2 separate regions of the Rattus norvegicus genome follow, and region 2 is linked to region 1. The links are chromatin contacts, called in public Hi-C maps. All regions are on one chromosome and are shown on one strand. The core of a region is the stretch at or near the end of the contact, and the rest is flanking DNA. Distances in the headings are between cores, read along the strand shown.

The links. Hi-C and Micro-C count contacts between places; a contact is called where the count stands out from the background.
Region 2: a contact with region 1 is called in a Hi-C map of frontal cortex, with 1.9 times the contacts expected there. The contact joins two enhancer-like sites. A contact is called at or near these places in 2 of 12 Hi-C or Micro-C datasets (Schwann cells and frontal cortex).

Annotation. Positions count from the first base shown.
Region 1 is chr15:43,581,900-43,586,813 of GRCr8, forward strand. No RefSeq gene overlaps it. Among named protein-coding and RNA genes, the nearest start is that of Fzd3, 80 kb to the right of the region's middle. Within about 2 kb of position 1,947, at least 14 of the 93 cell types and tissues checked have an H3K27ac peak or open chromatin away from gene starts, as enhancers often do.
Region 2 is chr15:43,967,058-43,971,971 of GRCr8, forward strand. The region is part of intron 7 of Elp3 (elongator acetyltransferase complex subunit 3); the gene reads right to left. Among named protein-coding and RNA genes, the nearest start is that of Elp3, 23 kb to the right of the region's middle. Within about 2 kb of position 2,789, at least 8 of the 93 cell types and tissues checked have an H3K27ac peak or open chromatin away from gene starts, as enhancers often do.

The DNA.
Region 1 (4,914 bases), core at 697-3,196:
ACTGGTGTAGCTCTGACCTCCCTTCCTGAACACTCAGACTGGGATCTACTGCTATTTAGAGGTCAGGCATAGAATGTGGCATATCTGATCACTGATCCAGTCTCTGTCTGGAGTCTTCTCCATCTGTTATGATCGGTCTAATGTTCCTAGGTTCTCAAGGCCCCACTCACCGTCCCTGACTCCTTTGGACACCCTGGCATTGCAGCTTGGCAGCTCTGCAACAGAACTGTCTCCTATAAAATACGGTTCTCTCCTATGCCACAAGCTCGTCTTGTTATGCTAACGGTGGGATTGGTGCAGTTATATTCTTCCACTTCAATAAAAAGAAGAGCCAAGGGACGGGTCTGGGGTAGGTGGCCAGAGTCCTTGACTATTCAGACCTAGATTTTGTCACTTGTTAAGGGACACATTTGCTGTTTACAGATCTTATGTACAGTATAGTTTTCTGCTCAGCAAATGAAGAAGAGATATTCCTGTCCTCTGTTGCTGTGCAGAAGGAAGTCTTCAGTAAAGCGCTGTTCCTTTGTGACTTAACTGGCTCTGCTATGGCAGCTTTCCCCCTCTAGTGTTCTGCACGCCCCCTGTAAGGCTTGAACGCAATGTGAAAGGATTATGTGATGGCTGGAGGGATGGGTCAGTGGGCAGAGCCTTTGCTGAGTGACCCTGATGACCTCAGTCTGATCCCTGAAGCCCACATGAAAAGTTGGATTGTAGTGTGTCTGCAATCCCAGTACTCCCAAGGTGAGATGGGTGATGTAAGGCAAAGAATGACAGAAACAACAGAGACCCTGCAGGCTTCAACGAGGTGGATGGCACATGGACACACACACACACACACACACACACACACACACACACACACACACACACACGGACATGCACATGGACACTCCATGTTGGAACTGGAGAGGCAGCTCGGTGAGTACAAGCATGGATTACTGATCCATAGGCCTCTGACTGACTTCCTAGCACCCACATAGCAGCTGTAACTCTTCTTCTGAGGTCCTCAGAGGCTTTCTACATCTGATCTCTGTGGGCACCAGGCACACGCATGGTATATTTAACATGCACGTAGGGAAGACACTCATGCACACATATTAAGATCAATAAGAGATTTCTTTGCATGTGTCTCCTTGCTTCTTGCTTTATTTCCACAGATGGAGCAACACTGGGCCGTCATCCAAGTGCCAGGCATATACAGCCATCCAGTTTGGGACTTTCACCTTCTAGAACTGTATCCCATAGAAGCCCCCTTATAAACTGTCCAGCCTCAAGTGTTCTGTTATAGCAACAGGAACCAACTAACACACCATAGTCCCAGCAACCAACACTTTTTTTAAATTATATTTTTATTGGATATTTTATTCATTTACATCTCAAATGTTGTCCCCTTTCCTAGTTTGCCCTCCACAAACCCCCATCCCATCCCTCCTCCCCTGGCAGCAACTAATACTTTATCAAAAAATAATTGCTGATTTAATCTCTCATCATTTATATTCTATAACGTTCTTTGTACACTCATTCCTTATGGCAAAACTGGTTTCTTCCACATTTGCGCCCCCACCAACTTTGGGAAAAGCGGTGTATAGTGCTAAGTGTAGGAAGCGTACTCATTACAATGTAGCTTTGCAAGAAACTGTCGAAACTACCATTTTCTTTTTCTAACCAGTTTTACCTCATGGAGTATGGAGTAGGTGAATGAATGAATATATGTAGCTGAATAGTCATAGAGACTTGAAACATTTCCCCAAATAACTCACCTACAGACAAGAAAAAATAATATAAATATGACCCTTCCCTCTAAAGAAACCCAAAAGGATGTCAGCTAAAACAGACTCCTACTTGATTCCATCTTGTTTCTGGGAAACAACTATCCGTGAACTGGAGGAGGCGGAGGAAGGGCTTTTACATGGGAGGATTCAGCTTGCTCTCTTGAGTGCCTCTGGATTTGTTAATCAACTTTAACTAGAGTGAAGGCTCCAGGAAGGAAGCAATTTCCTACAGCCTGTGGCCCTGGGGATTTTCAGAAATGCTCATCCTCCCCCAGGACTTGGCCTTGTCATTATGACAGGCTCATTCAGATGGTCTTTGACCGACAGCTGCCCTCCACCGATGGCTGGCACAGACATGCATCACCACAGTTCCTTTAAACGGGCTCAACCATGTCCAATCTGTTGTTAGAGACAACTCCTCTCCGTCTGGACATATGGGAAAGCAGAAGCTGCCTCCAGACTTAGCGCATTCATTTATTTCCCATATTTAGCAAACAATTTTCTAACAAGTCTGCTATCAAAAAAATTCCTAAAATACATATGATTCGCTGATCCGTCTCATGTACAGTGTTTGGATATGTCTAGTGTATTTACGACACAGCAGTTCATCTAATAGTATTTGGGGGCTGAAGAATGCCCAGGAGTCCCATCTGATGTTAGACTGAGCAATCTACAGACATGGAGAGGATGAAGCATTAAGTCTCCGGTTGAGGAGCAGATGATGGTGACTCATTATGGACCTTAGCCAAGAGCTTCCTGTGTCCAAATATTTCAAAACACAAGTTTCTGACTGTGGGTTCTGCTTTTTTATCTAATTTTTTTTTTTTTTTTTGGTTCTTTTTTTCGGAGCTGGGGACCGAACCCAGGGCCTTGCGCTTCCTAGGTAAGCACTCTAACCACTGAGCTAAATCCCCAGCCCCGGTTCTGCTTTTTTAAATAAATGGCTTCACATATAATTCTCTCTTGTGACTACTACCTGGGAGTACACAGAGACCAGGTATCAGAGCTGTGTTCTCTTCTAAGGTCTCAGTATTTTCCTAAGGCCTGACCTCCTCCCCACGTGGCTGGATTTGCGGTGACAATGCATGCTGATGAGGACACATGCTTGACTAGACGACCAGAGAGGAAACGGAGCAGTTTTGAAGGAAAGTATGAAGAACTCAAGTTTCAAGATATGAACACAATGGAATAGAAACGGATTTAGTTTTGGTGGATTAAAAGGCCCAGGGGACCAGTTGTTCTTACTCAATTTCCATCCTGTCAACTGCTAGCATCACTGCCAACTGGCCAGCTCTATGAACTGTCCCATTCTTAATGGATTCCTTGGACCACTTCTCATTACTCATTCACTGAATGCTTTACAGCTTGTAGAAATCAGGTATATCTTCTACTGCTGTCCTAACAGATCATCACCACCACAGGGGTTCAACAACTCACATTAGCTGTGGTATAGTTCTGTAGCTCTAACGTTGAAGGTCTTAGGGGGCCTAAGTGAGGTGCCAGCAGTTCCATTCTGGAGATTAGGGTGGGGGTGACTTTATTCCTCATCCTTGTTAACTGTCACTGAAAGCTGTTCCCAGTGCATCCAGGGCAACCTTCTTCTATCTTTAAAGTCAGAGACAGTAGAGTAAGTCCTTGCAATATGACATCTTTTTTACTCTCTACAAGGCCAAGAACATCCTGTGATTTTTACCAAATCATGTTGACCAGACTGGGATCCCTCTGATACTCCAGACTGTCTCTCCAGTCATATTTGCAAAGACCCTGTGAAAGGTAATCTTGATTTTCAATGACAGACCTGGAAGGAGAAACCTCAATGGAGGGATTGCTATGGACATGTCTGTAGGGCATTTGTTTTTATTGCTAACTGATATATAAGGACCCAGCCCTGTGGGTGATATCTCTCGAGGCAGGTGGGCCTAGGCTGCTTAAGAAAAGATTGTTGAATGTGAACCTGGGAGCAAGCCAGTAAGCAGCATTCCTCCATGGTTTGTGTGTCAAATTCCTTCCCTGACTTCCTTTGATGACAGACTGTGGACCTGGAAGCAGAAATAAACTCTTTCCTCTTCAAGCTATTTGGTTATGGCATTGACCACAGCAGCAGACAAGCAAACCAGAACTGTCTCTCTGCCAGATGAGGTAGACTGTTTACAGGTCCTGGGACTATGGACCGGGCACCACTGGGGGTGAGGGGAGGGAGTAAGCACTGCCATGCAGTCTGAGTCACTGCTTCTGAGAGACTTGAAACTAGCTGATTAGCATATGCTGCTAAGGACTACTTTCTTTATATAAATATTTTAGCAGAGTATAATTCTCTTTTAAGAATATTGAATTGAGATGGCCAAACAAGAGTGAGTCAAACCTCTGCATAACTTCTGAAATATCCTTTAATGCAATTGAAGGGAAGGAGCAAGTGAATGGAGCATACTTTTTTTAGGAAAAACTAGAGGCCACCTTAACTTAGTACTTAAAAATGTTATAGAGTCAGACATGGTGATTCCTGTTTGCAATATGTGGGAGACTCAGAAGAATCTAGAATTTGAGGCCAGTATAGGGTACCTAACAAGACACTCTAAAAAAGTCACTGAAGTATGTTCATTTTGAGATTATTATTATTATAGTAATTTAAATGCAACTTGAAAAATGCCTATACCCATTTTTACCCCCAGTGGCAATGTTTCTTTTGTAAACACAATACAGTATCAAATCCGGGAAGCTGGTTTGATAGCTACAGCCTATCTTACTCAGATTTTTTCCTTACAGAAAAACTCACTCATGTGTATGCACATATCTATAAACTTTCTCATGTATAGATCTGAGTGAGCACCATCACAGCCAAGGCACAAAACAATTGAGGAATTTTTGGATAGGTCCTTGCTATGTAGGCCACCCAGGCTGGCCTCTAACAGATATGTATGACCATGACTGGCTGGATGTAGTCATTTTTGAGAGAGGTAGAGGTAGAGGTAGAGGTAGAGGTAGAGGTAGAGGTAGAGGTAGAGGGAGAGAGAGAGGGAGAGGGAGAGGGAGAGGGAGAGGGAGAGGGAGAGGGGGAGGGAGAGGGAGAGGGGGAGGGAGAGGGAGAGGGAGAGGGGGAGACAGAGACAGACAGAGAGAGAAATCTGCCTTCCTGTGTTTGAAA
Region 2 (4,914 bases), core at 1,539-4,038, 390 kb after region 1:
TCCATACCTCCCTCTATCCTTTAAACAGCCACTTAGCAAGTGTGCCTCTCTTCCGGTACCACAATTGACATTGTACCTTCTGGGATTTCAGTCTTTTAGGTTCTGGGGCAGAGAGGAGTTGCTTTGACTTCTAATAGACAGAGACAGGGCTTGGACTCCTGTCTCTGGTTCTCCTGCCACAGCTAGAGGAATGCCTTAGGAAGGCGGCAGGGACGCTGCCACCCAGTCTTCAACTCTGCTCAAAGCCATCTCTCCTTCAGTGACATGTTCCCAGAGTCCTTGGTATGAGCTCTGTGTGCATCCACACTACAAAGTTTATCTGTTATTTATGGATATGCCTGTCCCTCCTTTTAAACAGGGAACTCCCAGCAGGTCCAACAATGTTTAGTGTCTAATAGCTTAGGAGGTCAGCACTAACTCTTCCAATCAAACTGAAGAAATGAGCATGAAGAATGAATAAATGAATCAGGTGTAGCAGGATAAAGGAGGACTCGCTCCCTTCCCATAGCCTCTAGTGATCTTCCCACCTACCGTCCCTCTTGGAAATAGAAAAGGTGATTTGCATTAGGTTAGAGATTCCATAAGAACTAAAAATCTAATGGGTTGGGGATTTAGCTCAGTGGTAGAGCCCTGGGTTTGGTCCCCAGCTCCGAAAAACAAAAAACAAACAAAAAAACCCAAAAAACCTAAAAATCTAGTTTTTATCCCAGAGCTGCTTCAGTCAAGCTACAGGAACAAAGAATTGATAAACTCCAAATGGGAAAGGTGAGTTTTTAAAGAAATCATCTTAAAACAATTCAGCCTCCATACTGGAAAAAATAAGCCTTGACTCCTACCTCACACAGTATATGGAAATTAATTTAAAGGGGATCAGAAAGTGAAATGTAAAACCCGAAATTTTAATTACAAGACAACACAGGAGACTAACCCTGTGCCCTGGGACTATGTGATGGTTTAATAGTTACAATACAGAAAGCATTGGTAAGAAAGAAAAAGTTTGGTCATCTTAATTCTGCCCTAAGAGATCATCAATAGAATAAATAGCCAAGGTACAGACTGGGTTCTCGAATCAAGGACATGTAACAGCCCAACAAAAAAATAGAAAAAAAATCACAAAGGAAATACAATCAGAGGGCACAAGCAAACACTCAAGTGTTCAATGACATTAGTCATCAGGAAAATGCAAATTAAAACCACAATAGATGCCGTCACACACCCACCAGAATGGCTAAAATTAAAAGGACTGACAGCAGCGTGCTCTGGGAGGAATGCAGAAGCACCAAGCACTCACCCATGAGTGCTAGGAGTACAGACAGCACAATCATCCCAGAAAAATGGCTAGCCATTTCCCATGGAAACACTAACAAGCCTAGCAATTCCGCTTACTACCCAAGAGCAATACATACACTTAATCACGAAAAGACTTGTACAAAAATGGTAAGGGTTGTATTAATAAAAAGCTGCAAGCAGCCCGTATCCAGACAGAAGAATGGATACAGAATGTGGTCCATACACAACTGTGGTCCATGTACCCAGTAGAACACTGCTTAGCATTAAAAATGAACAACCCTGGATTCACCGAACAACACTAGTGAACCTCAAGCAACAGTCACTGAAAGACCCCTCCACAGGAGACTAGATGATTAACAGCTCCATTATGTAAAGTTCTACAGTGGGTTTAATTCATGTATGGTGGGTTAAAAAACACAAAAACTGGGCTGGAGAGATGGCTCAGTGGTTAAGAGCACTGACTGCTCTTTTAAAGGTCCTGAGTTCAAGTCCCAGCAACCATGTGGTGGCTCACAACCATTGTTAATGGGATCCGATGACCTCTTCTGGTGTGCTTGACTGAAGAAAGTAACAGTGTACTCACATTAAATAAATAAATTAAAAAAAAAAAAAAAAACACAAAAACTACCAGAATTGCCAATACTAGGAAGAGAAAGTGAGGATTTTCTGGAGGAAAAGAAAGTAACTCTGGTGAAAGAAATCCTCTCCATCATTTATCTGCTTTCACAGGCTCTTACTAGGAAGCACAGGTTGGCCTCAAATTTGAGCTCCTTCTGTTTCTGCCTCCTGTTTGTTGGATTGCACTGCAGCTGTTCATGTTCTGAATCTTTTTTTTTTCTTCTTTTTTTTCGGAGCTGGGGACCGAACCCAGGGCCCACTGAACTAAATCCCCAACCCCTCATGTTCTGAATCTTAACAGTGGTTTTGTTACATACGTCTGTCGAATTCAATCAAGGGTATGTTAAGTATGTGTGTGTTCTGCTCACCTAAAGGGAAAACACTAAGCGAATGCTAGTTTACACAATGCATGGCAATGCACGTGGGGAAGACCGTGGAAACTGCCAGTTGCTTCCAGACCTCTGGAGGCTGCTTTTTGCTTCCTTCACAGCCTAGGCGAGAACAGGAATTCACTTTGGGGTTTGGTACCCAGCATTGCCTTGCGTCCTAGCTTTCCCAAGATGTGTAAGGACACAGGAAATTTACAGCCAGTGATGGGGGGGAGGGGACGACAGGACATGGAAATGAGTTTAAAATTCCACAGGGAAAAGTGTGACTCATGCCTCCTGGATGGGTAACTACCCTTTTAAATTGTACCTTGTGAAAACAGCCAAGGAACACTGAATATAAAACTGCTTCTGGGCAGAGCTGATTAAAAAGGAATAAAACTCCATTAAGAGCTTGCTCTGAGTTATCTGGCAACAGTCGCACTCTGGTGAATGGGTGACTCAGATCCCACTGTGGTCTTTCTCCAAAGTGGTGGTTTTATGGGATGACAGTCATTGGTAATTGGTGCTCTCTGGAGACCTGAAAAGGCTCCGTCTGGCTGATGGGCTGAGTGATCAGTACTGGCTTCCTTCAACAGCCTTCACAGTGGCAGGCCTGTGCTGTCCTTGAGCAGCCTCCTGTTCCTTCACTTTCTGTCTGCAAAGATTTCAGACTTCCTGCTATCAACAGGCCACAAATAATAACCAGGCTCACACTGGTTTAAAATCTAGTCCTAAACTTGTAAGTAAAAACAAACCAAACCTTTTTTTCTTTTTCTTTTTTTTTTTCTTTTTTTCGGAGCTGGGCACCGAACAACAAACCAACCTTTAATCACTTGGGTTAGACACAGGAAGACCAAGAAAGGACAGATGAACTAATTAAAGTGTGGCCCTAAAGGATGTTTAACCTTCAACAATGGTGGCTCACCTGCTACCTCAAGATGTTGGCCTAGTTTAAAATGGCCCCTTGACAAACAGACATCCTACCATCCTGAGCAAATAGGTTTCAGTGCCACAGCTGAGTGGGGAGGTGACACCTGCCAGGCTCTGCAGTGAACCAGCTTCCATCAGAGTAGGTGGCTCTTCTGCAAAACATCTATTTTCCAAACATCCTCTCACAAGGTAACAGACAGGAAAGGCTGCCTACAGGCTCTGAAAAGAACACATCAGACCAAAACCAGTTTTCCTGGGCTGTTCTTTAATTCACAACGATGCTAACATCTGAAAAATCATTTTGTTTCTAGTTTAGTTCAGAAACTGCTACTTCAAATGACATAAAATTTCCCCTGAACACTTTATTATAGGGAGCCGTACAAAGAATTTACCTCAACAAAGCAAACTAAAGCTCACAAAGCGGCATTTTTCACACTGCCTCACAAAGTACAGAGACGGGGAGACCGACAGCAGCGACAGCAGCCGAGCGGGCTGCAGAGTGGAGCACCATGTTGTGGTGGCCCCCTCCACTTTTATTACTTCCTAAGAGCCACTCAGGAAATTTGCTGCAATGAAGACTCAAGTCAGAGGAACCATTCTTAAACTAAAAGCAGAGTGCCCTCTTGAGGCAAAGAACAGAAACAAGCCCATGCTGGCCCTGGCCAGACATCTGCAGTAGAGACTTTCTTCCCTTGGGGACTTTTTTGGGCAAAGACATCGTGATCCGAATAGAGTAAGTTCTAACAAAAATAGATGACTTATGGTCAAATACTATGGGGCACCAGAACTGCAGCAAGACTGCGGGCACTTGGACTGATGACAAAGCCGTACCACAGAAACTCTCCATATGCTCATCCAGCCTGCTCCACAGAGGCCCAGGACTCAAACCCTACATGGAAAAGCTCAGAGCAAACTTATAGAGGAGGTATGCTGAAGATAGCTATAGCTGAACTCCACATGTGTAAACACACACACACCTTCAACATATGAAACCTGTGTTGAGAAGAGGGGTCTATATGTACATAAGCTTGGGAAGATTTATTTACCTAAATTATTTTACAGTCTTTTACTTATTTTTAAATTTGTTATTGTGCGTGTATGAACATGTGTATGTGATGGCACTTGTGTAAGGCAAAGGCCCTCTAACCTGTGCTGCTGAGCCACACACACTAGGCTAGCTGGCCCTTAAGCTTCCACGTGACCCTTCTCTATCTCTACAGCAGAAAAGCTGGGATTACAGGTACACGGCACGGATAACCCAGCCACGTTTACAACTGGTGTGCGTTGTGCATGCCTGCAGGTGAGTGAGCAGAGGACAACCTCAAGCTCATTCTTAAGTGGGATTCAATGGTATTGAAGACAACAGTGCTAGGAGTTTTAGAGGTGAAGGAGGTCATCTGGGAACCCTGAGTTGCTGCTGCCATTACATCTTGGAGCTGTGATGAAGGGTACTTCCCCCAAATCATACTTTATCTAAGGTATAATATGACTCATGAGTGAGTTGGGTCACATCATTTCTCCTCTTGATGAGGCTTTACTAAGCATGACTCATACTCAAGAATGATCAGGGTTTTGAATGAACAGTAAAAATAGATGCCATCTTTTCTGGTCACCGAGGTCCCTGTGGGGACAAGACACACCTCCTAAGTCTAGATTCAGGAACAGAGGTAATTTACCTGTCATTTATCAGTCAAACAAAAGTATTTGC